Regions from separate parts of the Capsicum annuum genome. Here region 2 is linked to region 1. The links are chromatin contacts, called in public Hi-C maps. All regions are on one chromosome and are shown on one strand. The core of a region is the stretch at or near the end of the contact, and the rest is flanking DNA. Distances in the headings are between cores, read along the strand shown. Region 1 holds the start of LOC107841234 (protein trichome birefringence-like 11). Region 2 has its middle 59 kb from the start of LOC107841242.

Region 1 (5,109 bases), core at 2,320-4,819:
CCTTTTAAAATGTCTCAAGAAAATGTTGTCCAAAATTGAAACTCATTTAACTTTAGGATTATTCTTTTCATCTAAATAAAATGATTTATAAATAGATAAATAATTAAATAGTACCTTATAAAGTGTTAAGGAGAAATTAATTTACACACTTTGATTTTGATTGAGGGCCTCGTGTTTGGTGGGGGTGGGGGGTGGGGGGTGGGGCGTGGGGGGAGGGGGAAGGAGGGATGGGTAAAAAGAAAGAGTTTAAAGAATGAAGAAAAGGAATCAAAAAGAGTTTAATTTGAATATTTATTTTATACTTAATACAAATAAATATTCAAATTAAAGTTTCAATTAAATTTAATAATTTTTTATTCTACCTTGATGTATGTGACACATTTTTCCTTTTAAAGTGTCTCAAGAAAATGTTATTCAAAATTGAAACTCATTTAACTTTAGGATTATTCTTTTAATCTAAATAAAATGATCTATAAATAGATAAATAATTAAATAGTACCTTATAAATTGTTAAGGAGAAATTAATTTACACACTTTAATTTTGATTGAGGGCCTCGTGGGGTGGGGAGGGGGGGGGGAGTGAGAAGAAAGAGTTTAAAGAATGAAGAAAAGGAATCAAAAAGAGATATAGTGGCTTCACCTACGAATCGATCCTACACAACCTTGCAGTGCTTTTGCACAGCCTTGACCATTGAGCCAAAGGCTCTAACAATAACAAGACTATGCAACCGAAGCTATATTACCCTATTTTATAAATTTTAATCTACATACGCGGTATAATTTTTCGATGAAGGGTGTTCACTTGCACACCCTTGAATAGCTGTAGCTCCGCCCCTGCCTATAGCCATAGTTATATGCATTCACAAACTTTAAATTTTGGACCTTGACTATACTAAAATGAAGATTGAATTTTATTTGTAATAGAATCTTAATTTGAATAAAAGAAGCTAATCGTATTGGACTTTAAGTTGTGTTTGGTATGAAGGAAGATATTGTGTTTAATACTTAAATTGAATATATTAACCTAAAAATAAAAATATTTATATATAATCTTTACAAAATTATTAAAAACGAAAATTCCGAGCAATCAACACTTAATTAACCTCCCGCACTCGTGCGACTAACTTCTCTACATATGCTCTGTCGGTTTCTTTCAATTAAGTATTATACACTCCCACAACTACCTAACTATATTTTTGTCCATTTTCTAAATATTTTTTTTTTTATAAACAACATAAATTTCTACAGTTTGAAGTATAATTATAATTTTTTTAATATTTTATATAATTATTAAAAATTTTAATTTCGAGTCTGTCGTGATACATAATTAACTTTTAATATATATATATTTTATTTTTAAATTTGTCGAGATTCATAATACATTTAATGAAAATATATTATTTCTTTTAAAGATATATAATTAGCTGCGATACTTTTTTGATTTTGAATTTGTGAAGATACATAATTAATTCTCGATACATTCAATAAAGAAACATAATTAGTTGAGATTTTTATAATTAGTTTTAATTAGGGAAAATTTCAAAAATAGCAACTCTGTAGCCTTAATTAAAACTTTTATAGCAACAGTTTCATAATTACGAAAAGTAGCAAATTATATTTTGTATTTAAGTAAAATTTTGCAATATAAATACATATACAAATATATATGTATTACTCATAAATACATATGCACAACTGGAAAATACATATTCTTCTATTACTATGAAGTTGGTAAAATATTGCTACTTTGCTATAAGTTGTAATTTTGAAAAAGTGTTGCTATTTATTGTAATTATAGTTTTAAGGATGCTAGTTTATGTAAATTTTTTTTTTTTAATTATAAGAATTTATATAAATATAATAAGTTAAGTTGTATGTCAATGGTATCTTTCCTTTTTCTTTCCCCGTAATAAAATAAAAAAATATTAAAAACATGATTGTCACAGCATCCAAACATGGTTCGCTTTTAAGTGGGCTCATCCCATGTTTCCTACTACATTGACCTTCATTTGACAAAAGGTTTATTTGATAGGTGGTAGAGTGTACCTATGGCCATCTTGCCATCATCCTACCTTGCCTTTGTATATTAATTTAAAAAAATAAAGCAAATACTCCAAATATCTTATTTGGAAAACGGAAGAGTAGTATGGTATCAAAGTGTCATAAATCCAAATTTTGTAGCATTTATGAATTAAATCGTGGTATCACAAGTTATATTCATGCGTAATCTTTTGCTAATTGTTGTTTAGTTACAACAACAACATATCCAGTGAATTCCCATCTAGTGAAGTTTGAGAAGGATAAAATGCACGCAAATCACACCACTATCTTAAAAAAAGTAGAGTTGTCATTTAGTTAAAAACTCTTTTTTTCTAATGACTATATTGTAAATAAAAAAAAAATTATTTTTTTTAATTCAGTTCAAACAAGAAATAAAATTAAATATCTAAATTGCAGAAAGGAAAAGACCATAGTTACATCTTTGAAGGCACTCACAAGTCACACGGTTTGTTCTAAGCGAAAAAAGAATGAAGAGATTTGATCCTCATTTTTTCAGTATTGGCTTGCTAAGTTATATACTTATGAGTTATAAAACTAATTAACCAAACATTTTCAACTTTTTGCACAAAACTACTTACACGTAGAGACGGATCCAGGATTTTAAAGCTTCGAATGTCAGGATAAATAGCAACGTATGCAACATTTTGTGGAAGTGGTCTCATTATCCATAGAGGAAATCTATGTTTAAATTTGTAAAGTGCCTTTTAAACAATGTAAGGCACTGCTTTTTGGTATGGCTAGGTCTTTTCTTAAATACACATTTTATTGTTTTAAAAAAAATAAAATATCCTCCAACAAATTCGAACTTGGATCCCCAAACAACAAATTACGACCTCTAGACATTGGTGCAACAAGCCCCTCTGTTACTTTGGGTGCCACAGTTAATATTTATACTAAATTCATGTACAATATATACAGCTATACACATATAAATATAGAGTTTCAACTGAGACTACGGGTGCCATGGCACCCCAATCCAATATATAGATCCGCCCCTGTTCACACATTTTAGTAATCACTAATATAATAAAGTCAACCAAATATTTGAGGTCACAAAGATGGTATATATTTAGAATTTAGCTGGCCTTTGATCATATATTTTGGATTAAATTTTAAAAATTTATATTCAAATATTTAATCATGAAATTTGATTAGATTTTAAATATAATAATATATGATCTTCAAAATATTTCCAAGTTTCCGAAAATTGGAATAAAAAGAGTAATTAAGAGTTTCTCTTTTTATTGTATAATACACCACTTCCTTGGTCAACTAATGTCCCTTTACATTAAAAAAAAAATTAATAATCCTCATTCTCAAAATGGAAAATCTAGCTTCCAGTCATTATTGCTACTATTTGTTAAAATGGTTGGGAAAATTTATCTGTTTTACTTGGTTTTAGTCCATCAGGAATAGTTTATGACATAACTTGTCAGTTTCTAAATTTTTTACACACTCGCTGGCAACATATGAAAAAATAATTAAAAATCAACAGGTAACTAAGAAGAACCATGCAATCAGATTTTTTAATATCCCTTCAAGATTTGATATTTAACACCTTCATTACTACTAATACAAAGTGCACATTCATCATTCCCCATTTCCCCCAACTTTCTATTTTTTTTTGGCTTCCATCTCAAAAATAGGCCAAAGTTAATTATTGTTACGTTACTCTTTTATCAAGTAAGGAACCTCTGTGAAAAAAACAAATAGAACAATGATTCTTATAACCAACCTGTTATGATTATTTCTCCTTCGTTCTTGCTTGCACCCCACAACTTCTTTAATTTTTTCTTATTATAAAGTTTGTATTTTTATCAAGAAAATTGAATAAACTGGTTCTTGAATTCCAAAATGTCTGAAACCCCATCTCAGAAAGAGTATGAAAAAGTTACTTTCTTGTTTGTTATTAAGAAAATAAAGAGATTCAGGTTATTTGAGCCTTCTTTGAGTATTCTTGGATTCTTTATAGTTATCTGTCTTGTTTTGTGTTTTGCCTTGTTGGATTACAGAAGTGTGGTTAAAGTGTTGAAATTGTCTGCTGAGTCTCAGAAGAGGTTTTTGTTGTTGAGATTTGATAGGACAATTGTTGAGAGGAAAAAGATTGATTTTTTGAGTGAAAATGTTGGTGGTTGTGATGTGTTTGATGGTGATTGGGTTTGGGATGATAGTTATCCTTTGTATAATTCTAGAGATTGTAAATTCTTGGATGAAGGTTTTAGGTGTACTGAGAATGGAAGGCCTGATTTGTTTTACACAAAATGGAGATGGCAGCCTAAAGCTTGCAATTTGCCCAGGTCTTACTCTTGTACTTTCTTGTCCTTTGATTTCTGTTACTATCTATTGTTTCTTGTACTTCAATTATTATATTATTTTATCATAGTTACGGAATGTTGTGTTATGCTTGGACTGTTTCTCTTTGAGCCAAGGGTCTAGCGGAAATAGCCTCTCTACCTTTGTGGCAGGGGTAAGGTCTTCTTATAGTCTACCATGTTGTATCTTCAGTTTTGTTTTCAAAAGTGTGTTTTGTATTTTGTGTTTATCTTTATTTGCAGTGTTTTGGAGACAACTAGCATTTGGACATGTTCATTTCTGACGACACATGTTTTTGATTAAATTTGTCATTTGTCCTTTTCTCCTAGCTTCTTTTATGTGTATTTTGCAGCATTTATAATGGCGTAATCACACGAATTAATAATATAACGTCCTGTGATAGTGACATGATTGTGATTCATAGTAAACATTATTCAACTCTTGTAATTGTTCTAAAATGAATTATGAATAGTCTATTCAGAACATTGATCTTCTTAATCAAAGGGGTAGTGCTAAGCTAAAATTGCTCAACCACAAATGTTGGTATCAAGTATGAAGTTATTAAGTTTTCAAGTGTTTTGGTACATTAATTTTGTTTTGTTAACTGGGTATCCTCTGTTCTAAATCTATGTTAATTTAGCGTATTAATATGATGTATTCAGATTTTTTCCAGTTTGGACTTCTATTTTTACAACTTGGATTACTGAAGTGAAGAGAAATTGACAAAACTGCTAA
Region 2 (5,704 bases), core at 2,001-4,500, 110 kb before region 1:
AGCAGCTTAGGAAGCATTTTAACATATATACCGAGTTCACATACATAGATAAAAGAGGGAGACATCACAGGATTGGTGTGTATACTGAACCACCTTTGCTACGTTTTCAAGTTTTGATATAGCTGTAATACCCCAAACAAGAAAGTGGGTAAATAAGTCATTTATCCACATAATAATAAAAAAAAAAAGAATAAGCAACCAAAGTAAATAAAGAGAAGAAATAATTGGGTCAAATCCCAGAACTGTCGTACATGAAGCATTTAAAGGGACTAGGGTTACCTTTTAAGTATGCAAAAATAATGAATTGAGATTTTAGTGGGAGTTGTACAAAATTGAAAAAACAGAAAGAAGATGAAACCCAACAGAAAACAAACTCTTCCCAGAACAACAAAGAAACATAAGAAGCAAGCAAAATTTGGTGGAAGCCAAAGTTATCTGACGGTATTCTACTAAATCGAATCAATGGAAGTGGGAGAAATCAGAAGTTCTTGAATCCAACAAATTATGGAAAAATTCTTTTGACTCAAAGGTAAATTCTTTCCTCAACTTTGCCCGTGCGTATTCCTGATTTATCTAATTGGTTTGGGTACTTAAATTTAATACCCTAGAGAAGTATGAGAGGCAACAAAGTTATTTGGTTTCAGAATTAAATACCGGTGTACGTACTTTTGGCTGAAGAATTTGAGAACAAAATTGTATGACTAGGTCGGAAATTGATGAGATTATGGATAAATTGAGTTACACATAGCATGGGCAGAGGTAATTCGACAAATTTAGTGTCAAACGCGAAATCTCATCAATGGGTATCTAAATTAGACACAGATTAGCCTGAGTAAGGAATTTAACATGAGACCGATGTGTTGATGTGGTTATAGATTGATTGAAGGAAGTACGGATTGCTTGAGGCGACGCGTTTGATATTTTGACAAGAGTACCGCAAATACTAATCTTATCACTATTTGTATTTTCATAACTTGCATAGTTTATACTTATTTTGCAGAAAAGAAGTGTTACAGAATACTTTAAAATTACATGTAGGACAAGTCTTTTACTTGATACGATACTGAAATGGTTATTGAGACGTTCTTGCTTTCATAAAACATATTTACTGCTATTTGAGATATGATTATTGTTATTGTGAAGGGTCTTCACTTACTTGAGAAATAAGTATCTTGACATGTGTTTTGTGCAAGTTTTACATATAATATGATTTGATAAGAACTTATATGCCCTGTACTATTTTGAAAAGGCTATTATACGAGTACCTACTGTTTTGAAAGAAAAGTATAAATGGGAGTGGACCTTGATTTGGATCCCGTAGCTAACAATGGGTTTGTTATACCTGGTGCACCTTGTATTACATATTACAGTTATAGCCCTCGTTAGTGGAAAGGTAGAACTAGCATATTGTTACTGATTTCCCTTAAATAGGGACCTATTGATATGATTATTTGACTCCTTTCTGAGGGATTCGTAGTTATTGCCTTTTCCTGAAGTAGAAAGTCACTCCGATTACATGATTCATTCTTGGAAACCTCTCAAAATATGTAATATTTGATATGATATATGCTTATTGAGTTTATTATCGGACAGTTAGTTGATCTTGCTTACATGAAACAATTGAGATTGCTTATTTTCAATGTTTTTCGAAAGGGCATGTATTTCATAATATTTTCTGATTATCATACTAGCATGTTTTCTGACTTGTCTCTATTGAAATGGTTGTGGTTAAGTGTTATTACTCACTTAGCTAGTGTCTCGCTCCTTGCTATATTTAATGCAGGTTAAAGGGAGTCTTGGAGTAACTGGTAAAGTTGCTGCCATGTGACTAGGAGGTCACGGGTTCAAGCCTTGGAAACAGCCTCTGGCAGAAATGCAAGGTAAGGCTGCGTACGATACACCCTTGTGGTGGGGCCCTTTCCCGGACACCGCAATAGCGGTAGCTTTTGTGCACTGGGCTGCCCTTTTTTTTGGTGAGGAGAGTACGAGTCGACAAATTTCTGGTGAGCCCCACACTTGTTCGCGTGGATGGAAAGTTTATTTATATTGTTATGATCATTTCTTGTAATTCTTAGAGTCGCTCAATCGGTCATTTCCTTTATAGGACTTATATCCTTTGTTATTATGGAAACCAATTTCCTTTATAAGACTTATATCCTTTGTTGTTATGAAATTGTTACAAGTGTAGGACTTCTTCTCGTTTGGGAGATGGTGTTAGAACTTTGATGTTGGAAGTGGTTAATTGAAGACTATTATGGTCTATTTGTTATTATTGGTTGGATATCTGTTGTTTCTGAGACGGGAAAACTTTTAATAGGCCCAAAAATAGGGAAAACTCTGTCCGAGTTTCTCTAGATTACCGATGAGGCTTGCTTGGAGTCCTAGCGCCTAATTGTCGGTCACGGTCCTAAATTGACTCGTGACAATAGCTGACTGGAGTTAGAATGATATTAGAATGATCATTGATTACTTTGGAAGAGCTTCAGTGTCGACTTCTGTCTCTAAGTTTTGAAATAAACAAATCTTCAACTGAAACAGAGGAAATTTGTGATTTTGGTACCTACAAGACTAGTACAGTGCTAGGTGTCTCCATTTCACTTCTCTAGTGGCCCTTTGATGGCTGTATCATGGTTGTTTTATGATAGTGTGGAGAAATAGAGGCTTGCAGGGATAGTAGAAACCTTTTTAGAGACAACGATCTTAACTGTTTATCTTACTTGGAGGAAGAAGATAAAACATGCAATTTAAGCAGCTCACCTTGGAGGCCCCTAGTGTTCTGGATTAGTGGTACCACAGGTTATGACATGTGTTAGGTGCATGTCACGAATTTGAGTGTTGTCACAAATGAAGTCTGGTATTTAAGTTGAAGGATAGATGGGTCTGCCCATAATCCATTGAGGTTCGTATTGTGCGCCAGCGCCCTCAGAATTTCTTGGTTATCACAAAAAGTATCTCACCCATGGAGAAGCTTAATAGTGTTATTATGAAAGTTTGGATGGAGTTTCCAACGAACATATATTTTCTTGTAGGGCCTAGTGAGAGGATCATCTTTTGCTTATACATATTGTTGGGAGGAATTTCTCTTAAAGACCACAATCTCCATTGAGTTAGTGTAGGACTGATGTCAGATGTGGTGGCCTTCTTATCAATAATGTACCAGAGGTGGTGGGGACCTGAATGCAGAACTGCAGATGCAGTTGTTTGGACTACTAAGGATTTTTATAGAGATGCTGATAAGGAGATTCTTCCACGATCAATGAAGCAAGAGCTAATTTGGGAGGTCAGATGTAAGCTGGTTTGTGTAGACTGTATCGCTAGCAGAAAAGCATTTAACATAAGATACTGCAGTTAACACATACGAAATACATATTAAGGAAGGGAGATTTTGCTTGATTGGTGTAGATTCTGCTTAGAATCAGGAGAAAAACTGAATCGACTGCACATTTTGAGGATTCAGAACAGTAGTCTAGACTGTACCTTCTAATTATTTTTTGTTTATGCATTTAATGGCAAAATGAACTATTAAAGGATGCTACAGTCCTAAGGTTTTAGGGGTTATGAGAAGAAGAAAATGGTAGGACATCTCCTAATGCTGTGATGCGGGTGCTAAGCAGATAGAAACCACCATACTTTTTTTTAACATTGTACAAAGCTGCATGTTAGATGAAAAAGCACATTTTGCCTTATTTGTTTCTTTTTACCACCAACGTCCATATCCAAATGCTTAGGAGATTGGATGAGTTAGGTGTAAAAAATTTCTTCTGCCAATAAACGTTTCCCCATATTTTGTGCTGCTGTAATCATAATTAAGGAAAATAAATAGAAGGAGAGGGGAAAGGAATTCAAAGGAATCTACTCGAGTTTGATCAGGTAAATGATGGAAGTGGCCCCTGGAAGGGCACTCATCATTCATCAACATATGGGCCAGTTTGTAACCATAATATCTAAGTTGGTATGGATTTGAATCAATGAGGGGCCTGTCCTCCTCATTGACAAGCATATACTCTTCTTCCTTGTTATCATGCACTAGCGTACTGTTGACCATTTCAAATTGCTAGGTATATACAACTTCCTGTAGGAGAATTTTTCAATCCCAATTTGTCTTCCTAGTTCAACTTTTGCACTAGATACATCTGTGCTTTGGCTAGCGATAAAAACCAGAAAAAGATTGAGATTCCGCTCACTTAGAGGAGTACGGGAAAAGGATGATCTCCATGACATATGAATGACAATCATAGTTATTGGCTAACATAATAACATGTGGTGTTGGAGCCACCAACCAGTTGAACAATTTTCATGGAAACTTATGTGGTGTAAATAGAAAAGTACATTTCATGTATAGGTCAAAATTTACTTTTTATACTTAAATCTTGAATGGCCTAAGCAAAATTTTTGGCTTCGCCATTGGTAACATGAACACAAGGTTACATTTGAATTTGTGTGAAGAAGCATATTTTGAATTCCTGGTCATGATATAATCTTGATGAAAGAAAGCTACATAATTGTAAAGAGAAGGGATATAGACAAGAGGCTTATTCATGCACATGTCATTTAATTGATTTTAACAATTTTTCAACATTTGCAAAGTATAATGCCTCATAGTTGAAATCATTAGGTAAGGGAGGCACAGGGGATTGAATTTCAGAAATCAGGAGGAATGGTGTGTTATACTTCATGTACCCAAGTTGACTTATTTTTGCAATGGTCACACTTATTGGCTGAAAAATGGGCTATGAAGTAGACATTTTCTTCTGTCAATGAGAGTCTTGTTTTGTTTTTTCCTTAATATTTTCGACCTCGCAAAGGTCACTAATCACTTTCAACAAATTATCTTCTTCTTCTAAAAAAAAAGAAAAAAAAAATTATAGTGTTTTGTACTACTTCTATGGCTGTCGTAATGCATCTGTTTTTGTCCAGCTTAAATGCGAGGGGGAAGTTATGCTTTTTAGTACTGTATACTGCAATTTTCCTTAATTATGACAGTAGTATGCAAAGAGTTTAATGAGATTTTGGTTCTTTTCTTGCAATAATATTATTAAATTGTTTCAAGCAAGGGAAATCAGTAGTTTGTCCATTTGCAAAAGCTGTCGTGAATACATAGACAAAGCTTGTGTAAGAAATTGGACCATTTTCTTTTGAGTTGGTGTTTTTTATTTGGCTCGTGGGTTGGCATATCTTAGTTTGTTATGTCATAATTACATTAGTTGTATGTAAACAAAATAAATAAGTTACTTCCGTCGTCGTTTTAAAAAAATAATCTATTTTAATTTGACATGAAGTTTAAAAAAATAAATGAAATTTTTATCTTTTGTGATTTTAAATTAAAATTATGTTAAATGTATCAAAATGTCTATGTAATCTTGTGGTTTTAAATATATCACATGGAAAGTTGAAAGTAAAATATTTTCAGAAAAGGAAAGAGATTATTTTTTTTGAAATTAACTAAATAAGAAAGTAGGTTATTGTTTTTTAAAAGGAGATGACATTAAATATTACTCCTAATTGACCTTGGTATCCCCCCTGTAGCCTAATTCCCACATAGAAAATTGGGATCAACTCTCCCATGGCATATTGGTACTTATCGATTATAGAATAAATTTGTTTCTTTTTGTTCTTATGAACAGAATTGTTTCATTATTACAACTAGAATAGAACATCCTTGTTTGAAAATAATTGATTGAAAGAGTGGTCGATAAAATAGTTG

What was found. Hi-C and Micro-C count contacts between places; a contact is called where the count stands out from the background.
Region 2: a contact with region 1 is called in a Hi-C map of bud, with 3 times the contacts expected there. The contact joins the enhancer-like site here to the promoter of LOC107841234 in region 1. A contact is called at or near these places in 4 of 5 Hi-C or Micro-C datasets (bud, leaf, pericarp and 1 more).

What each region holds. Positions count from the first base shown.
Region 1 is chr1:166,845,565-166,850,673 of UCD10Xv1.1, reverse strand. It overlaps LOC107841234 (protein trichome birefringence-like 11), which reads left to right and starts at 3,569. Exons shown (of 4, transcript XM_016685212.2): 1 at 3,569-4,358. The coding sequence starts at 3,916.
Region 2 is chr1:166,950,902-166,956,605 of UCD10Xv1.1, reverse strand. No RefSeq gene overlaps it. Among protein-coding and RNA genes, the nearest start is that of LOC107841242, 59 kb to the left of the region's middle. Within about 2 kb of position 3,250, at least 4 of the 5 cell types and tissues checked have an H3K27ac peak or open chromatin away from gene starts, as enhancers often do. A contact at or near this core is called in bud and leaf, where this site is marked.